Linked DNA regions of Gossypium arboreum: region 1 is linked to region 2. A link is a contact called in public Hi-C data. All regions are on one chromosome and are shown on one strand. The core of a region is the stretch at or near the end of the contact, and the rest is flanking DNA. Distances in the headings are between cores, read along the strand shown. Region 1 holds the start of LOC108455802 (F-box protein PP2-B11-like). Region 2 holds the start of LOC108456691 (probable serine/threonine-protein kinase SIS8).

Region 1 (3,586 bases), core at 337-2,836, 210 kb after region 2:
CCCAGCATATAACATTTTTTCCCTGTTGCTTTGTCGAGGCCAAAACTCTGTATAGAAGAATCAAGTTTGTCAACATACTAATCTTCTTTATATATATCAACAAATAAGGAAAGGATTCCACAACATTGGCCATTCATTGATGCTCAAGTTACTAAAGAATCAAGATCAAGGCACCATATGCAATTATTAATTCTACAACTACACTTCCAACGAATTCTCAGTAACTTATGATTCATGTAGCAGTTATAATATATGCAACACTTCTGACCCATATTCCGGGTGAAGTGAGGCGGAGTCTGCCACTTCAGACCTATCGGATGTCACTTCTTAAGGGTTACTACATGAACCAACTAGGCTATCAACACTACATAGATATTATTCCTTTCGCATATGAGTCTCTTGCTACCATAGGCATCAATGTATCTAGGTAAACTCAATGTCTAATATATTCTATCTCTCTAGTCTTAGCAGGTTTGTCCTTTTTCACAGTTCTTTTTCCTGGTTGAGTCCAAATTTCCAATCATCCAAACATTTATATGGACTTCCTAACATGTTTGCTACAATTTGCACCACCATGAATTTGATCTCCAAGCTATTGGCTCTTCAATTTTCCCGGAAAATTCCAAACATAAAGCAGACTAGGCTAATGGGGTTCCCACACAGAATAACACTAAAGCTAAATTTTCCATAAAAACAAACACCCAATAGATCAGATTAATTATAAATCATACACTGGGCTACCCTAATTTCATCAAAAGAAAACTACCCAAATCTTGAAAAACCCATATTATAAATTTAAAAAAGAAAAAGAAAATTGAAAACCAAAAATGAAGATAAAAAGTTTTACCATGGCACCGTTGTCAATAATAATGGGGTTCTTGCAAAGATGGAAATAAAGCTGTGTTTTGGACATGGAAGAAGTCAACAACTTGGAGGATGATGATGAAGAAGCATTGGAAATGATATCATAACAATCAGAGGGAAGAAATTTGCCCCAAATGGTATCAGAATCAGCTGCCGATCTGAAGACCGGAGAGACAAGCTTTGATCGGCAAACATCGGCTGGGGATGTTAAGGAAAGGATGTAAGAAATACACTCTTCTGGTAATATGTTGGTAATATCCTCATTGTTTGTGTTTATGGCCTTCCTATTTCTCATTTCATTTCCCAGTTTGGTCGCTGCTGTTGAGTTCGTAGTTTTTTACCTTCGATATTTTCGGGGGGCTTCATATGGAAATTACCCTTTACTGTCAGCTTCCATCTTTATATCTAATTTTCCTTTAAAGAAATTATATCTAAATTGGGAATTTCTACAATCAGCTTCACTAACAAAAACTTATGAAATTCTTTTATCGTTTTCCTAATAATTACCATTTTATCAATAATTTTAAGGATTTGTTAACATCAACTATAATCAATGATCACATGATCCAATCACCGTAATAACATGTGAAAAAATACTTAAGTAATACTATGTTATTATTTACTAAAATACGTACGAAAATAAATTACATTGTTTTTATTTAATGGATTACCGTTTTTGTATGATATTAATGTTTTAAAATTACAATTAGTCAACTGTGGAGATGGTTGATTACAATGGAGGTGAAAACACGATCGGAGATCGGAACACTAAAAAAGTCCACTTTAAAGGTTTGGGTTTTGATGCGGAAAATGATATGGTTGTGGACTCAATCCTAGCACTAGAAATCTCATGGAATGATAAAGTCTTGGGTCGAGGGGCTCCTAGCTCCGGTATGGATGAGGACTTTGAGCTTTTAGATGGAGATGTGGTGAGAACTATGGTTAATGGTATACTTGTTATTAGTTTCTCTGAGAGGGTTCAACATGTTCTTATTAGAGATATGGTGACTACGGTGGTGGTAAAGCTACTTGGTCAGAATTTATCATATACTATACTATTGAATAGGATTCATAACCTTTGGAAGCCTTCCCAACAGTTTCACCTAATGGATGTGGAAAATAGATATTTTCTGGTTAAGTTTCAGAGTTGAGATGATTAGGACAAAGTGCTTACCCAGGGGCCATAGATTGTGCTTGGTCAGTATCTCACGATTTAACATGGACACTAGAGTTTAATCCTCTTTAGGCTTTCCCTAGAAATACTATGGTGTGGGTCAAATTGCTTAGTCTTCTGGGCTTTCTCTATAAGTGCCAAATCTTGGAGAAAATAGAGGGTTTGATAGGTATTACCAATTTTGACTTTCAGACGGACAAGGGTCGATGGGGAAATTTGCCAAGATGGCTATGTGTATCAATCTAAGGAAACCTCTAGTCTCTCAGATCCTTGTTAACGGAGCGGTGCAGAGGGTGGAGTTTGAATTGCTTCCATTCATTTATTTTTCTTGTGAAAGGTTTGGCCATTTAAAAGAAATGTGCTCGGGTGTGGGGACTTCAAAGGATGTTGTTGTAGGTAAAAGTTAGGCGACGGAAGACTTATCAGAGGTAGACAAAGTGATGGAGCTATTGGATCTATTTGGGCTTTGGATAATTGTTGAGAGGAAGTCACAGTGAAGCTCCAAGGCTCATCAAGTTCTAGAGATGAAACTGACCGTGAATAATGCCCCAAATCTGCCTGAAATGAAAATGGTCGAGATTGGTGCTACGAAGGCAGATTTTTTAGGGATAAGGTTTCAAAAGGGGGATTTTCTAATAATCAAGAATCAAATGAGTCTATCTTGGGTAAAGAAAAATAATGGGTTAGTGTAAAAAACAACGATTAGTTTCAACGTTTTGGGATAAAATATTATGGTTGGGTTGGATTGTGTAACACTCCAAACTCGGCCTAGACGTTATGGCCGAATCTAGCGATGTCACATGAGAGTGTTTTTGAAAACGCATTGACCTTAAAACCGTTCCAGTGATTATCTTTTGCTTAGTTCGGGAAGACGTGGACTAATTGATTTGCTTTAAAACATTTCTTTTACACGGAAGCTTTTGAAACCCAATAATTTTTCAAACCGTTTTTATATACGAAAAATCTTAATTTATTTTAAGAAAATTGTACTTTGTTGCATTGCAGTTTATAAATCCATAATCAACAGTTCAAAATCCCAAATTAAAACCAACTAGTCCCAAAGTCCATCATACATAAAATACCAACAAGAATTAAGCGATGCAATCGCAAAAATCGTAAATAAGCAGTTCAGTCGTGGTGGTCACCGTTGAGCCCTCCGCTGTACTGATCCATCAAGTCTGGGGATTACTTACACAGATTAAATAGAAAAGGGTGAGTTTTTGCAATTCAGTGTGTAATACCAACAGAAACCATGCACATAGCATAACATCTGAAATCAGTCCTTTATATAAACAATTCGGGCCTCAGTCTATTACAGAATCGATGTGAGCTTTAGCCCACACAGATACGGAATCAGATACAAAATAGGGCCTTAGCCTATCTCAGATATACCATGCAGAACAAAACAGAATAACAGAGTCCTACCCACCAGGCTCTACACAGCAACTCCGTCTAACCCTACACACTATGTGGGGATAAAATCAACCCACCTATCCCTACACACCATGCTGTACCGGAGTACGGCACATAATCAGATAATTGTAGCAG
Region 2 (3,515 bases), core at 795-3,294:
TATATTTGTAAGAAAACTTTGTGATCACATAGATCTTTTTGTAATTATTCGAATGTATAGATTATAATTGTAATTGAATTTATACTCATAATTATATGGATAATCTCTTAAAAGAAAATTATTAAACATACAGTTATACATTTTCTATATGACTTTATAACGAAGATTTTATAATAACATCTAAACATATTTTTAATTAAAACCTATCTAAAATATTTAATAAAAGTCTCTACGTTTCATGTATTTAAAATTTAGTCTTTTCATTTTTATTTTTAAGAATTTAATCTCTCTACTTTTTAGATTTAAAAATTAGTTTTTAAATTATATATAACCACATAACATTTTAATTAAAAATAAATAGAAACTATTTGAACTAATTAAGAACATTATAAAATATAAAGAATAAATAATGTTAGAAATTAAAATATAAAATTAAATTTCGATTTTAAACACATTAAAGGGACTAAAATAAAAAAATTAATCATTTTATAAAACGCAATAAAGAACATGGTGGGTGTGCGCCACGCACCAACAAAAGACTTTGGACTTTCCTTTAATATATATGTATATAGATATTGAAATTAACTAATTTTATATTTAAACTAATTCTTTTATTCGTGCAATACACATATTAATTGTGTATTAATTAAAATATATTAAAGATTTTCAAATTCACCCTTACCATAAGTCTATATTATATTTTAAAAAATATATTGAATCAATCAATTTATAAAAAATAGTATATTTAAAACTATTACATTATACATGCATTCAATTGAGATTAATTAAATATTATTTCTAAAATTCGACTTTGAATATAATAGATTTCAATCAACAATTTTTAGATCGAATTGGTGATCGAATCAGTTAGGTTATTGGTTCGTCGATCCGACCAGTTTAATTAAAATTTATATTAAAAAAATCCAATTCAGCTGTCGGTTCAATCGATTTGTATCAATTCTCAATTTAATTGATTTAAAATTACTTTTTGAACCAATATCTCGATCGGTTCTTGATCCAACCGATCTAACTAACCGATCGATCGATTCAAACAATATTAATTTTAATGTACAATTTTTTATATATATTGAACTGATTAAATATTTTTAAAATATAAACTTAAGTATGTATATGTGTATGTATTAACTATATAAAATATTTATTTGATAAGTAGAGTTTTATTTATATCAAATTTCTTTTATAAGGGTTACTAGATGTATTAGATAAATTCTTACAAAGTACATTTGATTCTAATTTTATTATTACAAAAGTTTTCATTGTAGTTCACTCAAAACAAAATATTTAGATAAAATTTGAGTAACAATTGTTGTTAGTCCATGTACTTGGATAAAATTTAAAATTTAATTTCTATAATTAAGAGGTTAAAAATTAAGTCTTTTTATTTTTAATTTAAAGTTTTAGTTCAAATCATTAATATTCTTGATACTTTTTGTCAAAATTTGTCAAGTTGGCATATTGATAAGACTGTTTTAGTATAATATTGAATATGATTGACAACAAATTAAAATTGTAAAATTGACAAATTTTGACAAAATTACAAATAACGATAATGATTGGACTACAATTTTAAATTGAAAAAATAAGAGGATTGAAATTTTAACTTTTAAAGTATAGGGACTAAATTTCAAATTCTAGATAAGTATAGATACTAATTGCACATTTTAACCTTAAAATTTTACAAAAAATGAAAAGCTTTACAAAAGCGGCCGTAATTTGTTATTGCTTTACAGAAGGTGTAATCTTCAAAAAAAGAAAAAAAAAACATTTTTTTTACTTTCCGTTGCAGTAAATTTCATGGCAATAGCAGTTAGAACAACTTTTTGGCTTCAAACTTGGTATCGAATAGAAGCTGACAAAACGAAAATCACGTTAAAAATAGGCAGAAGAAACCCAAAACCAAACAATAATAATAAAAAGTAAATGACTTTTTTTAATCCTCTAATTTTATAAAAAAATTATTTTAACCATTTATTTAATTTTTTATTTTTTAAAATCCTTAAATAATTATTCACCACAAAGAACAGAAAAAAAGCATCAGCAAGTCATTGAAATGAAGTTCATGGTTAAATATGATTCCATTAACCTCAAATTTCCAGCTCATGCCACCACCTTCCAAGTTGTAACCAGAGTTTGGGGACGACAAGAATATAGAGAGAGAGATAGAGATAGAGAGAAAGAAAGAAACAAAGAAAGAAAAAGAAAGTATTTTTGCCACCAAAAACTGGAAAACTTTTTTTCCTTTTTCATTTGGGACCTCGAAAATCCTTGTTGGCTGTTGCCTCTATAAATCAAGTGGGTCAGAGTTTGTTGTTGTTTTTCGAGAGGTCCTACAATCCCACTTGTTAGTCCTTTGCTCCTTCTCTCTCTCTCTCTCTCTACCCTCTGTTTAGTGTTTACCTTCACTACTTGTTTTTAAATATATATATATATTTTCCAAACTACTCCCCTTTTCTATGCTTTCTTCTCTACTATCTATATCCGAAAAAGGAAGATCCATTCTTTTTCTTAATCTGGGTATTGGAATTTTTTGTTGTTTTTTATTTAGTTGTTGAAGTTGAAAGAAAGTGTTTACTTCTTTGTATGCTGTTAAACTCTTCTTTTTTTTTTTTTGGTGGATTTCTTTGTATGAGGAAAGTGGGGGTGTTTCCTTTGAACTGAAGTATCTGGGTCTTTCTGATATTTGACTAACTTTGCTTGGTTGTTTTGTGATTATGGTGGTTTTGGATTTTGGATTTGATGGGTTGATTTTTTGGGAAATCTCGAGAGGTGGAAGGTAATTGGGTTTTTTTTAAAAAAAGGGGGTTCTTAAATTTGTTTTTGGATTAGTTTGAACTTTAGATTTCATGCTTGGTCCAAGACAATGGAGATGTTTATGGCCAGATTTTTATTTCTTTAGCATTGGCTGCTATATCTTAGTGAAATAATATGAAGAACTTCCTCAAGAAACTGCATATGATGTCTAATCAATCGGAAGATGTACAAGGGTCAACTTCATCGAAGAGTAACAAGTCCAGTGATGTATCATCATCTAGTGATAGGCCTTTACAGTCAAGGCCTCATCATAGTCCTGACAACAATAAACCATTATCTGGTCTTTCCAATTGGTTAAATTCAGTTGCTAATAGAAAAAGTCCCAGTCCACCATCTTCTTCAAATGTGAAGAGGGAGGAAACTATGGACCCTGCTGATTTAGCTACTACTAGTGCTTTAGAGGCTGCTTTGGATGCAGTAAGGCGTGATTCAGGGTCTAGTAACTCAAGGGATCCTGATGTAGAAGAGGAATATCAAATACAACTGGCTTTGGAGTTGAGTGCCAGAGAGGATCCTGAGGCAGCTCAGATTGAAGCTGTTAAGCAAATTAGTTTAGGCTCTTGTGCTCCAGAGAATACCCCAGCTGAAGTTATTGCATATAGATATTGGGTATGTTTCCCTCTTCATTCCTTTCTTTAATCTAATTATCTCGGTTGAGTTTAAGCAATTTATCCAAGTATATA

Evidence for each region. A called contact is a pair of places that touch in the nucleus more often than the background predicts.
Region 1: a contact with region 2 is called in a Hi-C map of leaf, with 2.7 times the contacts expected there. The contact joins the promoter of LOC108455802 here to the promoter of LOC108456691 in region 2. A contact is called at or near these places in 2 of 5 Hi-C or Micro-C datasets (both in leaf).

Annotation. Positions count from the first base shown.
Region 1 is chr9:51,569,261-51,572,846 of ASM2569848v2, forward strand. LOC108455802 (F-box protein PP2-B11-like) reads right to left here and starts at 1,587. Exons shown (of 3, transcript XM_017754350.2): 1 at 848-1,587; 2 at 1-47. The coding sequence starts at 1,159. All of the region lies in intron 1 of LOC108479099 (a long non-coding RNA gene), which reads right to left.
Region 2 is chr9:51,363,024-51,366,538 of ASM2569848v2, forward strand. It overlaps LOC108456691 (probable serine/threonine-protein kinase SIS8), which reads left to right and starts at 2,045. Exons shown (of 13, transcript XM_017755286.2): 1 at 2,045-3,441. The coding sequence starts at 2,947.